Regions from separate parts of the Sus scrofa genome. Here region 2 is linked to region 1. Evidence: chromatin contacts called from public HiChIP or PLAC-seq data. All regions are on one chromosome and are shown on one strand. Each heading gives the region's core, a stretch centred on a gene start, on an enhancer-like site or on the middle of the called end of the contact. The rest is flanking DNA. Distances are from core to core; before and after follow the strand shown. Region 1 has its middle 44 kb from the start of TCN1. Region 2 holds the start of MRPL16 (mitochondrial ribosomal protein L16).

What was found. HiChIP or PLAC-seq counts read pairs in DNA pulled down with a chosen protein or histone mark.
Region 2: a contact with region 1 is called in an H3K27ac HiChIP or PLAC-seq map of alveolar macrophages, with 4 times the contacts expected there. The contact joins the promoter of MRPL16 here to the enhancer-like site in region 1.

Annotation. Positions count from the first base shown.
Region 1 is chr2:11,586,509-11,592,725 of Sscrofa11.1, forward strand. It overlaps a transcript of LOC102158414 not described here. Among named protein-coding and RNA genes, the nearest start is that of TCN1, 44 kb to the right of the region's middle. Within about 2 kb of position 1,998, at least 1 of the 83 cell types and tissues checked has an H3K27ac peak or open chromatin away from gene starts, as enhancers often do. A contact at or near this core is called in alveolar macrophages, where this site is marked.
Region 2 is chr2:11,688,175-11,694,359 of Sscrofa11.1, forward strand. MRPL16 (mitochondrial ribosomal protein L16) reads left to right here and starts at 1,337. Exons shown (of 4, transcript NM_001244967.1): 1 at 1,337-1,504; 2 at 1,847-1,912; 3 at 4,381-4,529; 4 at 5,399-6,074. The coding sequence starts at 1,450. The coding sequence ends at 5,884.

The sequences.
Region 1 (6,217 bases), core at 748-3,247:
ACTACAGCTGCCACAGCAGGTTCAGGCTGCCTCTGCAACCTACACCACATCTCACAGCAATGCTGGATCCTTAACCCACTGAACAAGGCCAGGGATCAAACCCATATCCTCATGGTTATTAGATTCACTTCCACTGAGGCAGTAACAGGAACTCCCTATACCTAGATCTTAATTCTTCCTCACCATAGACTAGGACTCTTCCCCGCCCCCTCCCAAATAGACAAGAACATGCAGCCACACCTGGGGAAGGAAAACAAATACTGACTTGTCTGGGGACTTACCAAACTCCATGTCATAAGCTGCACTCCCTGCAGATGGCACTGTTTAATAGTTTAGAAGGAGCCATGAGAGGCTTTTGGAGGAAAAACAAACAAGACGGGGTGAAATTTTCTTTACTCATTTTACAAAATTGAACATCTGTTTCAATTTTTCCTTGAAACTTAAGAGTCCTACAACTTTAGATACACCATTATTTTATGGACCAATAAGACTAATGATATATCTGACACATTTCATCACTTAATTTTAATAATCTTAATCTATGCACATTATAAGAGTTATAAGAGTTTGTGTGGACATTTTTAATCATATCACTCTTATGCTGCATACAAAAGCAAAGGTAAAAAAGATACCAGGTTAAAGTAATAATAAAACATTATCATAATGAGTCTAACTGTTGTAAATTACTTCTTGATTCAATCAACAAAGATCACGTTTTCCCACATACTTATCATCCTTTGAGACATCACAAGCATCGATAATGCAAATATCTCTTAAAAGGGTGCTCATTCTCATCTCTAGAATTGCCTTCCAATTGGCAACCCCCATGTCTCAAATTTCCAGGCTGACCCTCTTTGATCTTACCAGGGGATGTCAACAAAAATTTCAACTAAATTCATGCACAAGTGATCACAGCTACACCACACCTGTCCATTGGCCAATTGCAATGCCATTGGTAATAAAGCCTCTAAAATTTGGATGAGTCTTATTATACAGAAAAAAAAGTGCTTGTTAGAATGAATGAAATATCTTACACATCTCTGTTCTTACCACTGGAGATACAGAAGTGGGGGGGTGGATAATCTCAAGAGGGTTAATACTGTAATGAAGGGATACAGACAATAAAAAATAAGCAAAAGATAGATCATATTAGATGGTGATAAACACTATGAAAGATTTAGAGCTGTACATGGGGTAAAATTTTAAATAATTTCCTCAGTCAAGGAAGGCCTCTCTGAGAAAGTGACTTTTAAGCATAGATCTGAAGTTGTCACATGAGCCAGCCATAGAAGAATAGGGGGCAGTGAGAATTCCAGGCAGATGGAACATTAAGGCACAATAGTCTGAAGGCAGAGCATACCTGGCCTATTCAATAATGGCAAGGAGCTCAGTAGCTAAAGTAGAGTGAGGACAGACAGACAGAACAGACTAGTGGTTGTCAAGGAGGAGGGGAGAAGGGGGAGAGATGGTTTGGGAGTCTGGGATTCGCAGGTGCAAACTAGTATATATATAGAATGGATAAACAACAAAGTCCTACTGCATAGTACAGGGGAACTATATTCAATATTCTATGATAAATCTTATGGAGGAAAAGGCTATGAAAAAAAGTATATATATAATGAATCATTTGTACAACAAAAACTAACACAACATTGTAAACATTTCAATAAATTTTTTAAAATAAATACATGGATATGTGTATACGTATAACTGAATCACTTTGTACAGCAGAAATTATCACAACACTGAGAGTCAACTACAATTCAATAAACTTGAAGGAAGGAAGTGAGGGAGGGGGAAGGTTGAGGTGAGTGGAGTATTATAACAGGAACTGAGTGCCAGCATTCCCAAGCCCTCTTCCCCGAGCAGGATACATAATGTCCCCGGGCCATAATTAAGGCCAGAACTTTTACCATTGAGTCAGAAGGGAGGAATAGGCTCGGCACAGAGGATTTTTAGGGAAGTGAAACTATTTTGTGTAATACTTTAATGGTGGGTACAGGTCATGACACATTTGTCCAAATCCACAGAATGCAGAGCAAGAGTGAACATTAAGGTAAACTATGGACTTTGGGCACGTATGATGAATCTACATTGACACAACAGTCACAACAAATGTGCCACTTTGCTGGGGGAGTTGATGATGGAGAGGCTGTGCCTTTGTCGGGGCAGAAGGTATATGGGAAATTCCTGCACCTTCCTCTCAATTTTGCTGTGAACCAAAAACTTTTTTAAAAAATTAATGTTTAAATACAAGAATACATATTATCTTTCTCTTAATAGTATCTAAAAAACAGCTTTGCACATAATTTTTCCTCCCATTCTCTTATTTTTGTGGGTATGATAAGAACAATTAGCCTAAGATCTATTCTTTCAGCAAAATGAAGTATTGTTTCCTCTAGGCACCGTGGTGTACAGTAGCTCTCTAGGACTTACATGGCATTGAGATAACTGGAAATCCACATGCAAAAGAATAAAACTGGGGGAATTCCCATCATGGCTCAAATCCGACTAGGAACGATGAGTTTGCGGGTTCGGTCCCTGCCTTGCTCAGTGGGTTAAGGATCCGGCATTGCCGTGAGCTGTGGTGTAGGTTGCAGACATGGCTCGGGTCCTGCGTTGCTGTGGCTCTGGCGTAGGCTGGCAACCACAGCTCCGATTAGACCCCTAGCCTGGGAACCTCCATGTGCCACAGGAGCGGCCCTAGAAAAGGCAAAAAGACCAACAAAAAAAAAAAAAAAAAAAAAGAATAAAACTGGAGTCCCATCATACACCATACACAAAAATTAATTGAAAACGAAATAAAGATTTAAATATAAGACCTGAAGCTATAATTACAGTACTGAAATTAAACATGATTTAAAAACTCCCAAAAAAAGTCCAAGACCTGATGGCTACACAGGCACATTCTTCAAACATTAAGAGTTAATACCTATCCTGAAACTATTCCAAAAAATTGAAGAGGAAGGAATACTTCCAAACTCCTTCTATGACGTCAACATTACCCCATACCAAAACTAGACAAAGATACCAGAAAAAAAAAAAAAAGAAAATTTACAGGCCAGTATCACTGATGATTGAACATAGATGCAAAAACCTTCAACAAAATATTGCAACTGAATCCAATGACACAGCAGAAGGATCATACACTATGAGCAAGTGGGATTTATCCAGGGGTGCAAGGATTTTTCATTATCCACGAATCAGTGTGATACACCACATTAACAAACTGAAGAAAAAAATATGATCATCTCAATAGATGTAGAAAAAGCTTTGGACTTTTTCTACTTATGACAAAAACTCTTCAGAAAGTGGGCACACAGGGAACCTAATAATGTAATTTACATTCCCACTAACAGTGTAAGAGGGTTCCCCTTTCCCTGCTCCCTCTCTAGCATTTATGTAACCCTCTTACACTGTTAGTGGGAATGTGATAGTCTATATGGGGAAAGAATCTACAGAATGGGAAAACAAGTTTCGAACCACCTATCTAAAAAATGGTTAATTTTCAAAACATATTAAGGAATTCATACAAATCAACAGCAATAACAATAGTGATAACCCAATTTAAAATGGGTGAAAGAACTTAATAGACATTTCTCCAAAGAAAACATCCACATGGCCAAGAGATATATGAAAAGATAAGCAGCCTCACTTATCAGGGAATTACAAATCAAAACCACAATGAGATATCATCTCACATCAGTTAGGATGGCTAAACAAAAGGCAACAAAATTTTATCAACAGAATACAAGAGACGTCAGTAAAAATGTGGAGAAAAGGGAACCTTTGTACACTGTTGGTGGTAAAATCATGCAGATGCTGTGGAAAACGGTATGGATGTTCCTCAAAAAAACCACAAGGTAAGCCACCAATGTTACCTCTGTGTGTGTGTTATCTCAAGAGGAATTGAAATTAGGGTCAGCATTATTTACAATAGGCAAGACCTCAGGGCAACCTAAGAGCCCACTGATGGATGAATGGATAAAGAAAATTATATACAATTACTCAGTCTTTTAAAAGAAGGAAATCCTGACATTTGTGACAATATAGATGAACTTGAGGAATATAATGCCACGTGAAATAAGCCAGACACAGATACAAATTCTGTATGACACCACTTATGTGAGGAATCTAGGAGTTCCCGGCATGGCGCAGTGGTTGATGAACCTAACTAGGAACCATGAGGTTGCAGGTTCGATCCCTTGCCTCGCTCAGTGGGTTAAGGATCTGGCATTGCCATGAGATGTGGTGTAGGTCACAAATGCGGCTTGGATCTGGCATGGCTGTGGCATAGACCAGTGGCTACAGCTCCAATTTGTCCCCTAGCCTGAGAAATTCCATATGCCATGAACATAGCCCTAAAAAAACAAAAACAAAAATACCACATCATATACTTAAAAGTTGGCTAAGAGGGCAGATCTTATATGTTCTTATCACAAAAAGCAATAACTAAAGAGGGTGGGTGGATATGCTTACGGTATAGATTGCAGTTTCATGAATGTATATTTATCTCTAAACTCATCAAGTTGTATATATTAAATGGGGACAAGTTTGTATAAATTAGTTATTAAAAAAAGAAACACAGGAGTTCCCATATGGTGCGGCAGTTAAGGATCCAGCGTTGTCACTGCTGTGGCACAAAGTGATCCCTAGCCTGGGAACTTCTAAATACCATAGGTGCAGCCAAAAAAAAAAAAAAAAAAGAAAAGAAAAAGAAAAAGAAAAAGATACGTGCACCCTGCACTATTTACAATGGCCAAGACATGGAAGCAACCTAAATGTCTCTCAACAGATGAGTGGATAAATAGGGTGTGAGATATACGTATTTTTTTATATATTCCATATATATATAATGGAATATTACTCAGCCATAAAAAAGAATGAAATATTGCCATTTGCAGCAATGTGGATGGACCTAGAGATTACCGTAAGTGAAGTCAGAGAAAGATATAATATTACTTATATATGGAATCTAAAAAACAAGATACAACTGAACATATTTCCAAAACAGAGACTCAGAGACATAGATAAGAAATTTATGGTTACCAAAAGGGAAAGGGTGGGGGACGGATAAATTAGGAGGTGGGGAGTAAACATATACACTCTACATGTAAAATAGATAACCAACAAGGTCCTACTGTACAAGTTACCAACAGTCCAATATTTCTCACCTCTTTGACAATAGCCCAGAACTAGTAAAAATTAAGGGACTAAGGAGAACCAGCCTCCTTAACCACAGAGAGGCCTTAATCTTGGCGACACTCCCAGAATAGACCATTCAGGAAATAGAAGGTGAAGGTTTAGGAAGCCTTGCTTGATTTTAGGCCTGGACCCATGCTCAGGTGCTAACAGTTATCTACCAAGGGAAAACTTCTACAGCACTCACTCAGCCTCTGCAAAGGAACATTTTTATGACAAGTCTAGGACTAAAAAGTGTATGCAGGTCCCATACAATTTAACAGCTGCTTTCAGTCGTCATGGACCTGATTCTTCTCAGGGATCTTTGAAATTCCTGATACAGTGTCATACATGGATCGACCGACTTATAAGGGCTTCTGTGGAATCAATTTATGGATGCCACAAAGCTTTTGATGGATAAGGTTCTTGGATTATGCACTTGAAGTCACTATTTCAGGTTGAAGGTGAGTCTTCCAGAAAGATTTGGTTATTATGCATCTATCTCCCTCCGGGGCACTAGGAGAAGATGTAACAAACATGAAGGCTTTTATCCTTCCAGGAGGGCAAGTCTAAGGGGACTAAGACCTATAGGACCAGCCTAGACTGCTATGGAAGTAACCTTGGTGGAATCCCACCCTCCAACGTGAATTCTGGGCTAATTAACTTCAGAGATCAATTGATAGAAAGTGTTGTCAAATAAGAAATTGAAAACTTAGCCCCCCCCACCACCACCAATTTGTCTTGTTCCTAGAATGTAAGAATGAAGATTAACCTCTTTCTGTTGACCTTGGAGAAAGGTAAATAAATGTTCTACTATCGATGTTTCCAAAAGCCATAGGCCTGCTATGTGGTCAGGCTTTGTACTCTTATCTCCTTATTGACCCAATGGTGTGTATTTCCACCACAGTTTAATTCCTTTAAGAAAGCTTTAATAGTTATTAACAGCAAGGGATTATGTTTCCATTGAATTGAAAACATGACTTGTCCACAATGCAGAAAACTGCTAAACAATAGACCAGTTCTCCCTACATTTGCC
Region 2 (6,185 bases), core at 87-2,586, 100 kb after region 1:
CTCCTTCAATTTCTCACAATCCTTTATTTATATTTCTCATATCTCAACAGTAGATATTTGTAACTCAACATACCATATCTACATGAATTCATAAAGAACAGGATCACTGGTTTTTCAGATTTGTATCCTCCACTGTACTTAACTCTTATAAGGAAAAAAAATAGAAATTATAGTTACTATTTAAATGTAGAACTCAGAGTTAATTTTTAGTTCTTTTAAAATAAACAATGAGGGAGAAATTTTAGGGCACCAAAAGAATTAGAGACCAAAAATTAATTATACTACAGTTTTACTCCCCATCCCAAACACTATTATACAGTATTCACTTTGAGATTTTTAAATAGCTGAGCACATCTGAATCTCCCACCTTTGGTGGAAGGGAGGAGGAACACAGAAGAGCTACCCAGAATCTGACACAGGCTGAGGAAGAAGAGGCAGTTTAACCCTTAGAGAACTGCTTCTGGTATAGAAAATAATTGGCTATAATAAAATCCAGTTACTCTTCTGATACAGATTCAGTGTGTAAATAATCAAGAAGCGCAAAAAACTAGACAGGGAGAGTTCTCCCAGTAGCTTTGCAAGATGACAGGCTTTATTTGCTGCCATTTATGAAATTAATCCCTGGACAAAGACCACGCACAGATTTAGCTTGATTTAACTACAAGAGACCTCAGCCTCAGTTGGTAATCCCATTTGTGTCCTAAACGCTTGGGGAAAGAGCCTCTTTTATTCTAAATGTTAAAAAGCTTCAGGCCCATAAAAATGATTTCCCCAACATTCTCCCAGAATAATCATACCTTTTTACATTTCCACTCGATATCGAGTTGTAACATTGTCCATTCACTGGGGTCTCTAGAGTCACAAGCCTGTGCTCAAATTCTGATTGTACGGTTTTCCTGCTGTGTGACCCTGAGAAAGTTAAATTCTTTGACCCTCGGGATGGAATCTGCCAAGTGGATGTAATGACTTAGCGCACGGATTTGTTGGGAGGCCTGAAAGCAAGAATGAGGTAGTCGGTGCCGTAAACACTGCAAGCGCCCAGTAAATGTGAAGGCAATGATGACGGTATTTTCTAGGTTACGGTTGCGGGTAGAGAAGTGGCGGAAGGTAGTGAACTGTTCAGTCTGCCATTTGAACTCCTGCTTTCTCAGCTAATACCCCGCGGAGGAAACTCGCCACCCTGCCGCCTCCATCTGGGGAGAGACCCCTGACTGGATGGAGAGCCGAGATAGCCCGGGCGTGACCCCAGTCACCAGGCCGGAACCCAAGGCCAGAGTCTCTATCTTCGTCCGTTTCCACCCGGGACTCTCTGCTGGGTGGACCGGTGCGAACGCAACTTCCGGCCAGAGCCGTTTCCGGCGCGGTTGCAGAACGCCGCTCTGGTTCCCTGGGTCGAAGTGAGCGCCGCGGTCGCCGTGGGGAGCTTGGCGTGGTCGCACGCGTGTTATCATGTGGCGGCTGCTGGCTCGCGCCTGCGCGCCCCTCTTGCGAGCGCCTTTGTCAGGTCAGAAGTCCCGTGGTCCCTCTAGGCCTTGCCTCCCGCCCGCACCCTCCGCCCCATTCGTGTATTCTCGTACAAAGACTTTTCACGCACTGGAGCACCGGGAGGGCACTGCCGCCTCTCTCGCCTAAGATTCTTGCAAAATGGTCCCAGCCTTCGCGCAACCTGGAGTTGGCGCCCAGCGTCCCCAGTTGTTCTCTTTTGGGGGACCAGAGCCTGTGAGCCACTTTAATGGAATCCGCGTCCCAAACCCACGAGACACCCCAGTCCGAAGCATCTTTGACCCAGAGTGTACCGGGCCCTGGCTTTGTGGCCTTGGTCATTTAACTTGATCTGTCGTTGTAGATTCTTGGGCAGCCCCGTCCGCCACTGCTGGCTTCAAGACGCTGCTCCCGGTGCCAACTTTTGAAGGTGAGAGCTTATCTGTTTTCAAGTTCGTAAGCCTTTTTAGTGATGGAACCCAGCTGAGGGTAGGTGAAGAAAGGGAGTGTTCAGAGTTCTCTCGTGGTTCAGCGGGTTAAGGATCCGGCATTGTCACTGCTGTGGCTCTGGTTACAGCTGTGGCACAGGTTCGATCTCTGGCCCACGAATTTCCACATACTGTGGGTGTGGCCAAAAAAAAAAAAAAAATAGTGTTCTTGTGCCCCTTCTCCCAGTCACCAATTCAGTAAATATGTATTAAGAGCCTGCTACATTCCAGGAGTGTTCTAAACGCTTCTAGAACAAAAGAGACCCCCCACCCCCACCCCGCAAAGGCCCCTGCTTTTAAGGAGCAAATGTTTAATGGAATTTCTCCCCAATAGTATTTTACTGGTGAGTGGCCCACAGCCTACCTCTCAGCTAGAGCTAATTGGCTTCAAATTTAGACTTACGTTTTTTTTCCAAATGAGGTTACATATATGCATTCATTAACAGCATTAAAAGAAAAGCATTTGTTTAAAAAAAAAAAAAAGGCAATTGTTAATATAACAGTTAAGGTAAGCCCCCATTTGGTAAATCTGACTCTTTCTCTTTCTTTTCTTTCCTCTTTTTCTCTCTCGGCTGCACCCATGGCATATAGAGGTTCCCCTGGCAAAAGACTGAATCTGAGCTGCAGTTAATCCTTAGCCCACTGTGCTGGGAGCAAACCTGCACTGCCACAGAGTGGATCTTTAACCCACCATTGCCACTGTGGAAACTCTGGGGGGTTTAGGTTTTTTTGTTTTTGTTTTTGTTTTTTTAAATATAGGAAATCTCAAGAAAATGAAAGGAGCCTGGTTCTCTGAGGGCCTTATCTTCTACATATAATTGTGAAACTACTACAAGCACTGGAGTACATATGAGCTTGGAGGCAGGGGAAAGCATTACTAAGTTCTCTGTAGCTCTCATATAGAAGTAACAGGTGCAGTTTCTGTAGCTTTAAGGTCTCTTGTTTTATACTTGACTCCATCAAAGAGCCATGATTGTTTACTATAGCAATGCTTTAAATGACTTACAAGTTACCTTTTTTTTTCCGTATTGTCAAATTGCCAGACATGATAAAGACAGAGCATGTCTGGCCTACCTTTCAGCCCACCTGCCTTTACCCAGCTGCTGCATATCGTGCAGGTCTCAACATGAAAAGCCTCTGAATATATAAGGGAAAAAGCACTGATTGAGTACTAGGTTGGACATTCCTGGTAAGAATGTGGCAGAACTGGAGAACTTAGATTATTTTCATGTACAGTAGGAGTGTTCTTTCCTCTACCTCCATGATATTCAAAGAGGCAGTGTGATAGTTTTTTTTCTTAAGTCTTGTACTGTCTGGCCCTGCTGTTTTAACTGGATGGCCCAGACCAAATTACTAAACTTCTCTCAGCCTGAAGTTCCACTTTTATAAGATGGAGATTAAAAATACTACCTGCCAAGAGTTCCCATCGTGATTCACGGAACCGAATCTTACTAGCATCCATGAGGACACAGGGAATCCCTGGCCTTGCTCAGTGGGTTAAGAATCTGGCATTGCTATGAGCTGTGGTATAGGTGACAGATGCAGCTCACATCTCTCATTCCTGTGGCTGTGGTGTAGGCCAGCAGCTGTAGCTCCAATTCAACCCCTAGCCTAGGAAACTCCATGTGCCATGGGTGCGGCCCTAAAAAGCAAATAAATAAAATAAAAATAAAAATACTATCTGCCTGGAGTTCCCACTGTGGCATGGTGGGTTAAGAATCCAACTGCAGTGGCTTGGATCACTATGGAAGTGTGGGTTCCATCCCTGGCCCAGCACAGTGGGTCAAAAGATCTGGCATTGCCACAGCTGCAGCTCAGATTCAGTCCCTGGCCCGGAACTTCCATATACCATGGGTGCAGCCATTTAAAAAAAAAATACTACCTGCCTAATGTTTCTTGATCTGGCTAAATTATGTGGGTGTGTTTAACGGTGGTCATTTTGTGATAATTAACAATTTTTTTAATTAAAAAGGAAGTCCTAAAATAGTACCAAGGTTCTAAAGTTGTTTTAAAGATTAGATGAGATAATGCACATAAAGCAGCTCATTCCAGCACTTTGTACAGTCACCAAAAAAAAAAAAAAAGTTACCTAATGTTATTTTGTGAGTCTCATATCTCTATTCCTTCCTTTTTTTAGCATCAGGCACAGAGGAGGCATTTAATAAAAGAGTTTTTGTTTGAAGATTAAAACTTTGCTATCTTACAAGGCTCAAAAATGTTTGCATCTACCACTGTCATAGCCAAAAGATTCCAGTGTCAGTGAAAGAGTCCACAAGATAATCTGACACATTTTTGGAATTGCTGAATGGTAACTTTAAGACTTTGACCTGATTGTCATCCATCTTCTAGGAAGAAAATGAATCCCGCGAGATGTGTAGTTTGACTTATTCTTGGTCTATTCTCCTTTTAGATGTTGCCATTCCTGAAAAGCCGAAGCTTAGATTTGTTGAAAGGGTACCACTTGTGCCGAAAGTGAGAAGAGAACGTAAAAACCTGAGTGACATACGGGGACCTTCCACTGAAGCCACTGAGTTCACAGAAGGCCGCTTTGCAATCTTGGTGAGTTCAGGGTCAGGCGGCTACAGGATTGAAACCAGGGATTAAAAAAAGACTCATTGAGTTCATCTTAGTCTCTTCCTCCACAGGTTTTATTAGAACTGCCACCAGTTGCTCTTTGAACTGATATGCAGTACCCAACAAACGTTTGAGTTATAAATGGTTTCTGTTTTATATGATATATAACATAATGTAATAATGAAAATAATGTAAAAACAGGGGAAGGAAGAGGCCACCTAATGATCATAATAATAATAATAATACCCCATAAGCAGACCGTGAGATCTAAGCCTCTGGGCAAAATAAAACTGCCCATGATTCAGTATGTGGGACAGTATGTAGTATGTTTCCTTACTCATCAGGTAGTTTCTGTGAAGGCTTGATGTCAGTAGCTACACATACGGCTGTGGACCAGGATTTATCTTCCATCAGGCAGCCAGAGTGGTGTTTTAAAGTCCCCTCCCGCAGCCTGCACAAGAGCCTGCCATCCTCTCACAATATCAGTCCGTTCCATTCCCTCTACTCCAGCCTCACCGGCTTCTGCGCAGACTCACCAAGCCAGTTGCTGCACCAAAACCTTCACCTGTGCCTGAAACACTCAGATCTGTTTTCCTTTGGCTGGTTCGTGCCATTCTGGCCTCAGCTATAAATGTCACCTCCTCAAAGGAGTCTTCTCTGGCTGTCCAATGAAGCAAGTCCACTCTTGTTCCCATCTACCACTGAGGCTTTTCCTCCATGGCACTTATGAAACTTAGGTCAGTTTTACTTTCATGTGTATCAGTGACGGCACAGATACCATGAGAGACACGAGAGTAGAGGCCACGAAGGCAGCCTCAATCCCGTGTGTTTCTGTTTCTTCCATTTACCTTTAGGCGCTGGGTGGCGGTTACCTCCACTGGGGGCATTTTGAAATGATGCGCCTGACAATCAACCGCTCTATGGACCCCAAGAACATGTTTGCCTTGTGGCGAGTACCAGCCCCTTTCAAGCCCATCACCCGCAAGGGCATGGGACAGCGGATGGGGGGCGGCAAAGGTGCCATCGATCACTACGTGACTCCTGTGAAGGCCGGCCGCCTCATCGTAGAGATGGGCGGGCGTTGTGAATTCAAAGAGGTACAAGGTTTCCTCGACCTAGTTGCCCACAAGTTGCCCTTCCCCGCGAAGGCTGTGAGCCGTGAGACTCTAGAAAAGATGCGGAAAGATCAAGAGGAACGAGAACGGAACAACCAAAACCCCTGGACCTTTGAGCGCATCGCCACTGCCAACATGCTGGGGATACGGAAGGTGCTGAGCCCCTACGACCTGACCTACAAGGGGCGGTACTGGGGCAAGTTCTACACGCCTGAGCGTGTGTAGTGAGGACATGACGAGGACAGATACACAGGCTAAGAGAGGGAATCTACCTCTTTATTCCTCTCAGCCAGTCCTTAAAGTCTCTGGGTAGCTCTGATGTCATAACCAAGGAGCAGCATATGATAGATGTTTTCTGAAAAACTGTACATTATCTGTCGTTTTTATTATTAAAGTACATTATATTTATGTTAAAGTTTGAGTATCACCTCAAGATATACCTCTCGGAGTTCCCGTCGTGGTGCAGCAGAAATGAATCCAACTAGGAACCATGAAGTTGTGGGTTCAGTCCCTGGCCTTGCTCAGT